3 separate regions of the Mus musculus genome follow, and regions 1 and 3 are each linked to region 2. The links are chromatin contacts, called in public Hi-C and promoter capture Hi-C maps. All regions are on one chromosome and are shown on one strand. Each heading gives the region's core, a stretch centred on a gene start, on an enhancer-like site or on the middle of the called end of the contact. The rest is flanking DNA. Distances are from core to core; before and after follow the strand shown.

The links. Promoter capture Hi-C pulls out the DNA fragments that hold promoters and counts their contacts. A called contact is a pair of places that touch in the nucleus more often than the background predicts.
Region 1: a promoter capture Hi-C map of liver shows a contact between it and region 2, with 2.6 times the contacts expected there. The contact joins the promoter of Akap5 here to the promoter of Rdh12 in region 2. A contact is called at or near these places in 2 of 39 promoter capture datasets (both in liver).
Region 3: a Hi-C map of B cells shows a contact between it and region 2, with 5 read pairs. The contact joins the promoter of Hspa2 here to the promoter of Rdh12 in region 2. A contact is called at or near these places in 1 of 39 promoter capture datasets (liver) and 1 of 484 Hi-C or Micro-C datasets (B cells).

What each region holds. Positions count from the first base shown.
Region 1 is chr12:76,322,716-76,326,965 of GRCm38.p6, reverse strand. It overlaps Akap5 (A kinase (PRKA) anchor protein 5), which reads right to left and starts at 2,075. Exons shown (of 2, transcript NM_001101471.1): 1 at 1,977-2,075. It overlaps Gm40443 (a long non-coding RNA gene), which reads left to right and starts at 3,802. Exons shown (of 3, transcript XR_001780628.2): 1 at 3,802-4,250.
Region 2 is chr12:79,206,287-79,210,488 of GRCm38.p6, reverse strand. Rdh12 (retinol dehydrogenase 12) reads right to left here and starts at 1,576. Exons shown (of 7, transcript NM_030017.4): 1 at 1,381-1,576. The coding sequence starts at 1,448.
Region 3 is chr12:76,401,128-76,405,578 of GRCm38.p6, reverse strand. It overlaps Hspa2 (heat shock protein 2), which reads right to left and starts at 1,403. Exons shown (of 2, transcript NM_001002012.1): 1 at 1,290-1,403; 2 at 1-1,050. The coding sequence starts at 1,045. 4930426I24Rik (RIKEN cDNA 4930426I24 gene) reads left to right here and starts at 1,585. Exons shown (of 4, transcript NR_166810.1): 1 at 1,585-2,422; 2 at 2,684-2,784.

The sequences.
Region 1 (4,250 bases), core at 826-3,325, 2.9 Mb after region 2:
AGGACCTAGCCAGAGTTAGAAGTAGAAAATCTGACTCTCTGGTGTTCGTTCTATTGTAGCATAAGGTTTCTGTTCTAAAAATGTACATACATTTCACCAAGGAGGCGCTACTTTCCATACATACTCTCAGAAAAAAAAAAAATCTAGCATCGCTGTCATTCTCTACTCTTAAAAGTCGTTGTGTAACTTTGACATCTTCAGTGAAGTGCCTGCTACTCATGTTTCCCCACTGTAACTGCACACAGCTGGAGGTAAGTTAGTGACGGTTCCAGCCAACGTCGGTTGCGCGACTCCCGTGTACGAGGCAGCAGCGCTGAGCACTTTCACATACATCTCTAACCTGCACCGCAGTGTTGCAGAGTGAGGAGGTGGTGATATCTCCATCTGCAGTTAAGCAGTCTGCCTGCCTGAGACTACAAAGCTTGTCGGTGGCAACAGCGCTCAGATTTAACCCAAGACTGCCTGTTTCTGAACTGCGTTCTTTCACTGCGCCTCGAGGTCCAAGAGAAAGTAAATTGCTTTAAAATGCTAATCTGAGGCTGCTTGTGACCACGCGTGACTGTAATTCCAGCAAGTGGGAGGTGGAGGCAGGAGTCTCAATCAAGGCCATCCACAGAGCTACATAGTAGAGTTGAAGACAGCACCAGCTACGTGAGACCCTGTCTCAGAAAAACATGTAAAACTAAACTGACACATAGCTTAGTGACAGAACATTGGCCTAACGTGCCACAAGATTCTGGGTTTGAGCCCCAGTGCCACCAAAAAAAGTAATAGTCCACAGAATGGCAAGGCTTAAGGAATGAGGACCTGGAATGACTAGCTAACAACAGCTCCGTGCATTTTAGGTGCTGAGCCCTGAGTTAGGCGCAGGGGAGCCTTTCATGCATATTCTTCACAGAGCTTTCACTTGGGTACCAGTTCCCAATTCTCTGTAGAACTGGAACCCTGAAAAACCGTTTTAAGAGCTAAGGCTTTTCTTTTGTTTTTTTAAGGGTAAGTATTGAAAGCTTCATCTTTCTACAAAGAAACATAAAATTCTAGAATGATGGGACCAGTATAACATTTGCAGTCTCTCCTCACACACCCTAGCACTAGAACTAGAACCCAGTCTTAATGGCTTCCACGTCTTCTTTCCCTGAGCCTCCAGCGCTCTAGAGATCATTCCTTCTAAGTGTGTGTATTAATAGAAGAAATATTCAAATGAGATTATATTCCGGAAAGTCTCTGAAACTAACCTAAATGGCCTAGATGGTTGCACGAGAGGTTTCTTTTAATGTACATCACTGTAGAGATCAACACCCCAACAAGTGTAGGCGAGGCAGGGAAAGGATGCAGCCTGCAGGCATTAAAACTTTGCAGAGTGTTAAGACTGCAAATGATTCACCTTTACCTTCGAGAGGACCATTATTGTCTTGGAAACCTTAAAGTCCCTGCTGTCCTTTCCTGGCAGAATCTCCTGTCCAAGACCACAGAAAACAACCACCACCCTTCTCCCCTTGAGCAACAGAGAGCAACCACTATCTGAACAGAGCAAGGAACCCTTCCCAGCACTAGACACGAACCGCGAAGCTTCCTCCTGGAGGAAGGATTCTCCAAGCTTGACGCCCCTATGGCAGGAGACAGAGCTCAGGATAAAGTGCTCAGAAAGGAAAATACCGGGGGCGTGGAATAGATAGCCCAGCTTCAAGCTATCTGCAGAACTATCATAGCCCGGAGCCGAAAATCACAGTTCCCCAGAAAACCCCTAAAGGAAAAGGGTTAGGTAGGCAGCCGGTGCCAAAGCAGCAGCTGCAACTCGTGCGAAGCGAGCGGGCGGCAGAACAGCCCAGGGTCACCCACCTGGAGCCGTCTGAGGATCGGCGACCTTGCAGTCGTGTCCCTCACAATCTGGTGACCAGGACCCGGGGTCTGCCGCCGTTACCAGGGCTCAGTGCACCAGATTCTGACCCAGAGCCTCTAGTCTTGCCTCTACTTACCCAGATCGTCGCGGTCTCTGGCCAGCTCTGCTCCCGAGGTCGAGGAGCACGGGCCCAAACAACGGAGAGCCCCGGAGACCGCGGAGCGCGCAGCCCTCTGCAGAGGGACCGCAGCCGCGCGCCCCCTCCCCAGCGCGGAGAGAGACAGCTGGTCGCGCCAATGCGCGTGGAGCAGTGGGGCGGGGCTAGGGCCGGGGGCGGGGTGAACTCAGCCAGCCACCTGCCAGCCGACTGCCCAGCGGCCTGGGAGAGACCTCCGTGCTCCCGCCCCGGACGCATCACCGCTGCATAAAGACATCAGGACCAGGGTGGAGGGACCACTAAAGCAAAGCAGGAGGACTGCAAGAGGGTAGAAACCCCTCATTTCCTGAGACGCACATCCGTAAAAACCTTGTTTGAATTTATAAGGCTCCCACCGTGAATCCCCCCTGGAACATTAAAGACAAGGTAGAAAGCATATCTACAGATAAAGATTGATGGGAAAGATGGCTCAGCGGTGAACAGCACGTATTTCTCTTCCAGGGGGTTTAAGATCGATCCCCATACACCCACATTAGGCGGCTCACAACCACCTGTAACCAGCCCTAGCTGGATCTTTTGCAAAAACAAAATTAAAAAGCAAGATTCATAACAGTACAGAGACAATAAGGGGCCGGGGGAGGATTTTATTTTATTTATTTTGTCGAGACAGGGTTTGTCTGTGTAGCCTTGCTTGTCCTGGGACTCACTCTGTAGACCAGGCTGGCCTTAAACTCACAGGGATCCACCTGTCTCTGCCTCCAGAGTACTGGGATTAAAGGCCTGTGCCACCATCCACTGGCAGACATTTTATTTGTGTAGCTCTGTACGACCGACCTGAAACTCATTGTGAACCAGCCTGGTATTGAACTCACTGAGATTCACCCACCTCCACCTCAGAAGCTGCACCTGGCTATGGAGAAAATTATATATATATGGTGAGAAACAGAAATAAACTCACTAAACAGAACCTCAACCTGGTACTGGTACAGTCCTCACTCTGGAACAGGAAGGTGTCAGCTCAGGTGGGAACCAGCACAAATATGGCTCTGTGCACACAAAGGTGTGGCCTCCCCAGCTCAGGGCCTGTGGCTTTGGGATGTTTTCAAGCTGAGACCCTGTAAGTCACACACACACTCTGACAGGCTTGTTTCACCATGTCCAAACCTCAGGCTCTGTGCACACCAGGCAAATACCCTTTGCTCCAAATGGGGCTGGAATAGTGAGCACCCTCATCTCCGTCCCCACTTGAGAGGAACAAGGTAAGCAGACCCCAAGGGATGTCCTAAAGGAAACAGTAATCCAGCCGCGGTTCTGATATGAGATGTCACATGGGCCATGTTCTGTGCTCACCTGTCAGCATGGATGTGGTACTCCAGCAGGCCTCAGCCTCCTCCAGGGCTCCTCCTAGCACAGAGCTCGAAAGCCCCAGGGACGCGGAAGAACAAGACCCTGTCCCCTTTCTTAAGTGGACCATGACCTTTGAGAGGTCAATATCAGATGTCCACTTGGGGATGGTTTTTCAAGGAATATATTTTACCTTCCTCAGACTCTCTAGTCTAGATTTACTCCAACCAGACCTGATAAGGAATAAACTCTTAAGGCACAAAACAGACCGGGAGGACCCAGATTCAACTCCCAGCACCCACATGGCAGCTCATAACTGTCTCTGACTTTTTTCCATGGAATATGACTCCCTCACACATGCAGGCAAAACACCAATGTACATAAAAGAAAAATAATTTTAAAAAGAGAGTTCTTGATTTGCAGAGAATCAGAGTTCAATTCCCAGCGCACATTTCAGTTCTCTATAACTGCCTTTAACTCCAGGGGATCCTCTTCTGGCCCCTGTAAGCCCTCTGCGTGCACGCGAGTGCGCACACACACACACACACACACACACTTGCCAGTGTGCGGTTTGGACAGGGTGAAACAAGCCTGTGATCTCAGTACTTAGGAGGTAGAGACAGCAGGATGAGACTTTTCAAAGCCATCCTTGGCTACACAGGGAATCTAAGGCCAGCCTGGACTACATGAGATCCCATCTCAAAAAAAAATCCAAATGAGTTAGCTTTGTTCATCCAGCAAGCACAGATGTGTGAAATGACTTTATACCCGCAAGCCGGTTATATGTTAACCGTTTTTGGTAGTTTTGAACTTGAGACGAGCGGGAAGAAACTCTTAAGCTTTTCCAAATCCAGCAGACCTGGGAGTTGGCGGTCATTTTAGGAGAGGAAGCTCATGCAGATGATTGAT
Region 2 (4,202 bases), core at 327-2,826:
TTGGAATCACATGGGTGATACACATTAGAGGACTCAATGGTCCTGAGCCCTATGGCTCCAATAGTTACTATAGGAACTAGCAGATAGCATCTGGGTTGACACATTAACTACTTCCCTCTCAGTTGTCTTTTTTGTTTAGAGAGAGAGCATCCTGAGTGACTTTCTGGCACTTTATTATGGATTTTATTTAGGCCATTGGCACACAGAGAAAGCTTTCTTGTTGAAAACAAGACCAGAGAGTCTAGAATACTTCCTGAACATCACTGGATGGCAGACACTGAGCTAGACACTTTCTATACACTGTCTTTTCTTGATATTTTCTACATGCACTGTCTAGCCTAGGCTAGACTTTCTACACCCAATATTTAGACTAGGCTAGACACTTTTCTACACTCATGAGGTCTATCCCAGGCTTGATTTTCTATACATTTTCTGTCTAGGTTTAAACACTTTCTGCACCCAGTCTACCTCCATGCTAAATAGTTTCTGCACTCACTATCTTTCCACATTTTCCATACATATTATCTTTCCATATGCCATTTATATTAATTTCCCCTGCCATTTCAGTATTACTTCTATATTACAAAAACAAACACACACAAGCAAACAAAAAAAACCTCTGAAGCCCAAAGATGTTTAAGTCATTTCTAAGGGTGGCCGGGACCAAGTATGACACTTTGACACTCTGTCCTCAGTATGCCTATCTAACCTTCCTTTGGGGTGGGGGTGGGGTCAGGTCAGGGGGCAAAGGTTCAAGACAGGGTCTCTCTGTATAGCCCTGGCTGCCCTGGAACTCGCTCTGTAGATCAGTCTGTCCTCTAATTCAGAGTTCTTTCTGCTTCTGCTTCCTGAGTGCTCGGATTAAAGGCACGTACAACCACACCTGGCTCCTAACCTTTCTAATCATCAACAAAATTTAAAGCCCCCACATAGAATAGCCATTTCTTGGCACCTCCACAAATCCCCAGTGAATCATTTCCAAAACACTTCTTGAGAGAAGTATCAAGGGAAGAGAGTTTGCTTCCTTTCCAGAGTGCCTAAGACTTGACAAGGAGTCCCTTAACGATGAAGTCCCCATGACACTCACCTCATCTAGGGACAGAAAAGAAAAGGAAAGTGTCAGAGAAACCTAAAGGAATCAGAGGAAAGTGCCACAGGACTCATCTACTCCGCCTTCCTCCTTCCTCGGCATCCGAATTCAAATCAGCCCCACCTCCTCCCACCCAGGTGCTTCCTTCTCGTTTTCTGCAGAGGCATCCAGAACCCCTCCTTTCCTGTTTTTAATGTACTAATCTCGCCTCCGCCACCTTCCCTCCTTCTTCTTTTAGAAGTCAAAACCATCTTCGTAAAGTATCTTTGAGTTGCTGGATTAAAACAAACCTGATGGATGGAGCTGTCAGATACAAGATGGAGAGGAAGGACGTAAGCAGTACCAAGATAAACAGCATCTTGTCAACTTTCTTAGTTGCTGCTTCCCACCCTCAACCTAGCCCGAGGATCCTTCTCTGGCTCCAATTCCTGGCAGCTTCTGTTGGTTCTTGGTTCCTCTCACTCTGGGACACTCAGCAACTGGCTGGCTTAAGCAATGCCCAGAATCTTACTTAAATCCGAGAGCCGCCAGAGCACAGCCTCCTGGGAGTTGTAGTCCTAGAGGGGTGGGGCTTAAGGAAAGATTAGGGCTTCACCTTATATTGGCAGTGAGAATTTGGCAATACTGGAGTTCCTCCTCAACACGCTATTTTCAAGATAGAATATGTTACACATTATCAGCAGGCTTCAAAAAAGCCAGGCATAGTGACAACGTCTTATAATCAACGTATTTGGCAGGCTGAAGCAGATGATCACTTGAGTCTGTAGTTCAAGACTGGCCTAAACAACATAATAAACTGTGTCAAAACAAAACCAAACCAAAAAAAACAAAACAAAGAAAAAAGCAAGCATGCGAACAAACAAAAAAAAAATCCTCCAAGTCCTAATGATGCTTGAAATATGTGTGATTAAAAATGGAAGAGAGATAGTAAGAAGGATGGCTAAGTAGGTCAAAGCACTTTCCATGTGAGCTTGTTGGTATGTGTCCAATCCCCAGGATCCATGTAGAAGTCAGATGTGGCAGCTCAGGCCAGAAGAGTGGCTGCCGTCTGTAACCACAGTAGTCCTACTTCAAAATGGAAACTGGAGCTCAAAGGCCAGGTAGCCTCGAGGAAGTGGAACTGCAGGATCAAGAGGTAGGTACGCACAAACCTTGCTTCGAAGACAAAGTAAAAGGAGTGACCTGACTTTTGAAAACTTGTTCTCTAATCTCCATATGCATGTCCCTACAAACCCCAAAGTAAATTAACAGGGCAGGGAAAGTGGCTCAGCAGGTATCAGCAATAGCAAACAGGCACAGTGACCTGAGTTTGGTTCCCAGGTCCCACAGCCAACTCTCCAAGTGACACTGTGACCTCCACACATGCTGAAGCCTGTGCATTCCTGCACTCTCATGTATATATAACCAATTAAATAAGTAAAAGTTAAAAATAAATAAATGGAAGAAATAGGGAGTGGCTGAAGGTCCTGTGGGGCTGGCAATGTGCTGGTCTTTGATCTTCGTGCTAGTACACAGGTGTGCTTACTGTGAACAATCACTGAGTTGGGCGCTTTTGATTTGGGCATTTTGTGTGTGTTCTTTACATTACACTTCAGTGAAGTTGACACACCCAACGACATGTCAAGCAAGAGTAGAGTGTTTAAGTATTCTCGAGCTAGACTCAAATTCCTGACTCAAATCCCAGCTCAGCATCCTTCAAGCTTCAAGGTCCTGGGCAAGTTATTGAGTCTTTCTGCTGCCTCAGTTTACTTGATTATCCAATGGGAGTGATTATCAGTTGCAAGTCTCCACATGGCCACTCGGGCCACTCACCTCAGATGATTCTCAGGTCAGGTGGACTCAGGGGAGGACACAGCAGTGGGACAGCAGCTTTGTAAAACAGAGATGAGGGGCTACTCTCTGATTTGACCTTTGGTGGTGGTTTGTCAAGTGGAGTCACACAGCTGTGGCCGATGTCACCATGGTCTAGAACATTCTGTAAGAACAGAGCCTACAGAATAAGAGCAAGTGTGAAAACTGTAAATGCCTCTTCCTCTTCTTCCACTCCTCCGCTTCCCCCTCTTTTCATCTTCCAATGACATATCCTGGCATCCAGATGAGAAAAGTAGGAGCCTAGCATGGCCCCCAGTGGTTTCCCCAAAAGATCTTTTGTACAATAATGTGTCCATTTCTAGTCAGGAGCCGTTTGCTGCCACACTCAAAACTGTCCCAGAATGAAAGAATGTTTTTTTGTTTTTGGTGGTGGTGGTGGCAGTAGTGGGTTTTTGTTTGTTTGTGTTGGGTAGGGGAAAGGTTTGAGTCAGGGTCTTACCATATAGCCCTGGTTAGTCTGGTACTAGACCAGGCTGATGTCATATTCATAGAACTCAGCCTGCCTCTACCTCCCAAGTGTAGGATTAAAGGTATGTTATGCCATCAGACCTGCTTGTATCTTGTTTATTCAATAGTAAGTCTTTGTTTCTCTTTTTTCTTTTCATCTTTTTAAATTTTATTTTAAATTATGTATAGAGAAGATATACCCACGAATGCAGGTGTCCGCAGATGCCTTTGGATCTCTCTGGTACAGGAGTTATTTACAGTGGTGAGCCACCCAGTGTGGGTGCTGGGAGTTAAATCAGGGTCTCCTGTAATAGCAGTGCTCTTAACCACCACTGAGCCATCTTTCCAGCCTCTCTTCTTGATCTTAAAGGGTAAAATATCTCATCAACTTTCTAAAATAAAAAAATTGTTTGCTTTGAGGGCAAACTGTGATTGACTTCCTCCTATAGCATACCTGTAACCTGTAGCAGTTGTCATTTGGGGATTATAAAATGGTAAAGGACTGTTCTGTATACTGCAGAGTGTTTAGCAGGATGTCTGGGTTCTATTCAGTAAAGTGCCTAAGCACTACTCCTGTGACAATCAAAAATGTCTCGAGACATTGTCAACTGCTCACTGTGGGGTACAATCACCTCCCCAAGTGGGAAATGCTGTCCTTCAGGTTGTTGGGCATATGGGAGAATCCTGGTGTGAGATGTTGGGTCTGATGCTACAGAGTGAACACAGAGCCTCATACATGCTAACTGCATTCTCTAACACTGAGTCACAGCCCAGCTCTGGTAGGTGTGATAGT
Region 3 (4,451 bases), core at 154-2,653, 2.8 Mb after region 2:
TCTTAGGGATGCGGGTTGAGCCGCCCACCAGCACTATCTCCTGGATCTGGCCCTTGTCTAGCTTGGCATCGCGCAGCGCCTTTTCCACCGGCTCCAGGGTCCCTCGGAAGAGATCGGCGTTGAGCTCCTCGAAGCGGGCGCGGGTGATGGACGTGTAGAAATCCACGCCCTCGTAGAGCGAGTCGATCTCTATGCTGGCCTGCGTGGACGAGCTCAGGGTGCGCTTAGCGCGCTCGCAGGCGGTGCGCAGCCGGCGCACAGCGCGCTTGTTGGGCCCAATGTCCTTCTTGTGTTTGCGCTTGAACTCCTCCGCCAGGTGGCTGACCATACGGTTGTCGAAGTCTTCGCCACCCAGGTGGGTATCGCCGGCCGTGGACTTCACCTCAAAGATGCCATCCTCGATGGTCAGGATGGACACATCGAAGGTGCCCCCGCCCAGGTCAAAGATGAGCACGTTCTTCTCGCCGCCCGCACAGCCCTTCTTATCCAGGCCGTAGGCGATGGCCGCTGCTGTGGGCTCATTGATGATGCGCAACACGTTGAGGCCGGTGATGGTGCCCGCATCCTTGGTGGCCTGGCGCTGCGAGTCGTTGAAATAGGCAGGAACAGTGATGACTGCGCTCTGCACCTTGCCCCCCAGGTAGGCTTCGGCGATCTCCTTCATCTTAGTGAGGACCATGGAAGAAATCTCCTCAGGGAAGAAGGTCTTCATCTCCCCTTTATATTCCACCTGCACTTTGGGCTTCCCACCTTCGCTCACCACTCGGAACGGCCAGTGCTTCATATCGGACTGCACTGTGGCGTCCTCGAACTTCCGTCCGATCAGCCGCTTGGCGTCGAAGATGGTGTTTGTGGGGTTCATGGCCACTTGGTTCTTGGCGGCGTCGCCGATGAGACGCTCGGTGTCAGTGAAGGCCACGTAGCTGGGGGTGGTGCGGTTACCCTGGTCGTTGGCGATGATCTCCACCTTGCCATGTTGGAATACCCCCACGCACGAGTAAGTGGTGCCCAGGTCGATGCCGATAGCCGGGCCGCGGGCAGACATCCTGACTGAAAAAACAGGCAAAGCAACGTTAGGACGAAAGCGTCAGGAGAGGCAAGCGCAAGCCGGGACCTGAGCCAACGGTCGCTTCTCACAACTCTCCACGAGCGCGACTAGCGTCTCCCGGAGACCTCTACGGGGCTTCTGGTTCTTATAGTCCCCTCCTCCCTGCCTGCTGGAAACTCTCAGAGCCAATCGGTCCCCGGGCCCGCCCGCTCCAACCCGTCCGGCGCTCCCACAGGCTTGCCTGGTCGGAGTGACCAGCCGGTGGTCCAACTGATATCTAGTTGGGTGAGGCGCTTGACGCCAGCCTTGGGCAGGGAGACCAAGGGGCGGCCGTTATGCAAATGAAGCCCCGCCCAGTGCCTCCAGCCGCTTTGGGGGCGTTAAGCTCGCGCCAGGGGAGCCAGTGTGAAAGCCCCCTTTCCCGTTCTCTTTGCCTTTTCTAAAGCGTGATTCGCTAACATCTTTCAGATTGGCGGGGCAGATGCCCAATGAGCAGCGCAGAATCCGAAGCGTGTGGCAGGGAGGCGCGGGGCGGGGCGCGCGGAGGCAGCACGGAAGGGGCGCTGGCCTCCGAAAGGGTTTCTGTACCGTTCGGTGTCGGGTGCCGCCACTGACTCGGCTCCCGGGGCCCGAATTCCTTCTAGGGCGGTTGCATCGAATACAGAACGGCTGGGATCGGTTCTCGCCTTCCCTGCCCCTGCTGTTCCTGTAGCGGGGACTGGGGCTGGGTGAGGGGCGGTTCCAGGGCGGGGACTGCGAAGTTGGGCGGGTACGAGTCAGTACCCCTCCCCCTTCCCAGCGCGTCTCAGAAAGTGCGCGACCGGGGAAGGATGCGGGGTGCTTACCCGGGAGGCGGGTGGCTTCCCGCGCAGCGCGAGCGGCTACGGCTCGCGAGCCGCCTCCGCCCAACTTTCTCCCTCGGCTTTCCTAGTTTATTTTCTTTCAGGCGCCCTAATGGGCGGTTTTGACTTCTTGGTGGCACTGCGTAATAAGCCAGTGTCACCCCTCTGACTCCCGTCCCCGCACGCGTGATCTTGTTAAGGAATTAGTCCTTTTGCGCGGAGTTCGGTTGAATGAGAAGAATAGGTTGGCAGCACAGACTTGTGAGAGGAAGTAGATGAAAAAGAGTCTTTGGCACTTGTTTAGCCGGAATCTGAGAATAATTTTGGAAAGTATTCTCTGGAACAAGGGGGTGGGCAGAAGCTGGCTCCTGTAAAAGGACTCCCTACAGGAAAACGGAGACCTGTAATGTAGAACGACCGCCTCGCCTTACGGATGGGAAGCTGAGGACAGTCGTCGCTGTAAAACTTTGACAGGTGCCCAATATGAGATGAAAAGAACAAGGGAAACGGGCCTAAGTCGTGTGATAAGGGGGTAAGCCAGTCCGGTGACAACAGAGGGCAGGGAGGGGCACACAGAGCCTGAGGGGAAAACATCAAAGCATCCCTGAGGAGGTGACATGCCTAACTCCTGCAAAGGAGAGTAAGAAAAGCATTCTTTATCGAGGTTGAGGTGGTGGAATGTGGGCGACGAGGAGGGCAGAAGAGTTCAGAATTGAAGATTAGAATCTGGATATGTTAAGCAACTTTTTGTGCTTTGGGGTGTTTGTTAGTTTGTTTGTTTTTGTCTTCGAAGCTCCAGGAAAGAAGCACCCCTCTGAAACTGGCCAGTAAGTCGTGTGAGACAGTGATGGAGAAGACAGTATGAGAAACATGAAAGTTTTCGTTGTCTAAAAGGTAATGTTGACAGAATTCAATAAAAAACTTTAAAAGAGCTTTTGATTAAAAAAAAAATTATCTGTGTGTGTGTATGCAATGTGGTGCAGAGGCCAGAATTAGAGACCCTAGAGCTAGAGTGACATTTGGTCCTGAGCCACCTGACACAGATGCTGGGAACTGAACCCAGGTCCTTTGGTGAAGCAGTAAGTGTGCTTACCCTCGGAGCCATCTCTCCAGCTCAGAGTTCTACAAAACTTAATCGGGAAAGTTTTAAAGATTCTTTCTATTCCTATATGTAATTTACAGTTTCAAAACCACGTTTGCCATTGGCAACTGCAGTTCTCTATTTTCCATGAAAGAAACTGAAGAAAAACTTGAAATAGGAAAGGATTAAAGAAAATATCAGACCATATGTGATAGTCTGTGCTTATATACCCAGCTCTGGGGAAATTCAGCGAAGAGGAAGAGAGGGGATGGAGCTGAAGGGATGGCTCAGCTAGGAAGGGGACTAACTACTCTTGCAGGGTCCTGGGTTCTGTTCCCAACATGCATATGGCGGTTCACAACCACCATTAACTCCAGTTCTAGGGAATGTCACCACTCTCTGACGTCCTTGGGCTTTTGTATTCAAGTGCACATAAACTCATAAAGGCACGCACATACATACATACATACATAAGTAAAAAAATAAATAAACCTCAGGCAAGCAGATGGTACACATCCATGTAGACAAAACACCTTTATTATATTATTGTTATTATTATAATATTTTTAAATGAATCTTTAAATATGGAAGGTAGCGGGCTGGAGAGATGTCTCAGCAGTTAAGAAGCTAGCAGCTTGCTCTTATAGAGGGCCTGGGTTCAGTTCTCAGCATCCTAAGATGAGGACTAACAAACATTTGTACCTCCAGTTCAATAGGATCCAACGCCCTCTTCTGGCCTCCAAGGGCACTGCACATGACTCAGGCACTCTCCTTACAATTTAAACAAAACAAGACTGAGAGCTGCCAGGCCCAAAACCGGTTCATACAGAGACCCTTAGAGCTTCATTTCTGAAGTAACTATGTCCTATTGATGAAGCCATTGCAGACAAAACTTGTAATCTTCCACCACATGCATCTTTAACAGTTCACTGAGATGACAGCAGCAGCTATACCTGTGTTTTTAGCTGCATTTTTCTGCTTGCACTTTTCACCTGGTAAAATTACATTTTCACGCTGTACACGGTATCTTGAGCCTTCCCCCAAAAGATACAGTAATAGCACCTTTATGTGACACTTCTTCAGTCACAGAATGTTAGCACATACTGATCTTATATTGACATCTTTTACATTTCCTGTGTTTATGTATAATTATGTTTTAAAACAGGCTTTTTTTTTCTTCTTTTAGATAATTCAGAATTCATTTTAAAAGTTCGGGTGGGTGTGGTGGCATGTTCCTAATCTCAGGACCAGGAGGCAGGAAGATTACTGCATACTGAGTCCAGGTCAGAATGAGCTATAGATTGAAACAGGAAACCCAAAGTAAATTAAAAGTTAAAATCACAGTCCATTATACATTGTTAAATCCGCACTTTTTTTTTAAAACCAGATAATATTGTGTTATCAGTGGTGTAGCAAAAGAGGCAAACCCTTCCGAGACTGCCCATTACTGCAGTATTCCTGGATGATCATGGGGCAGTGT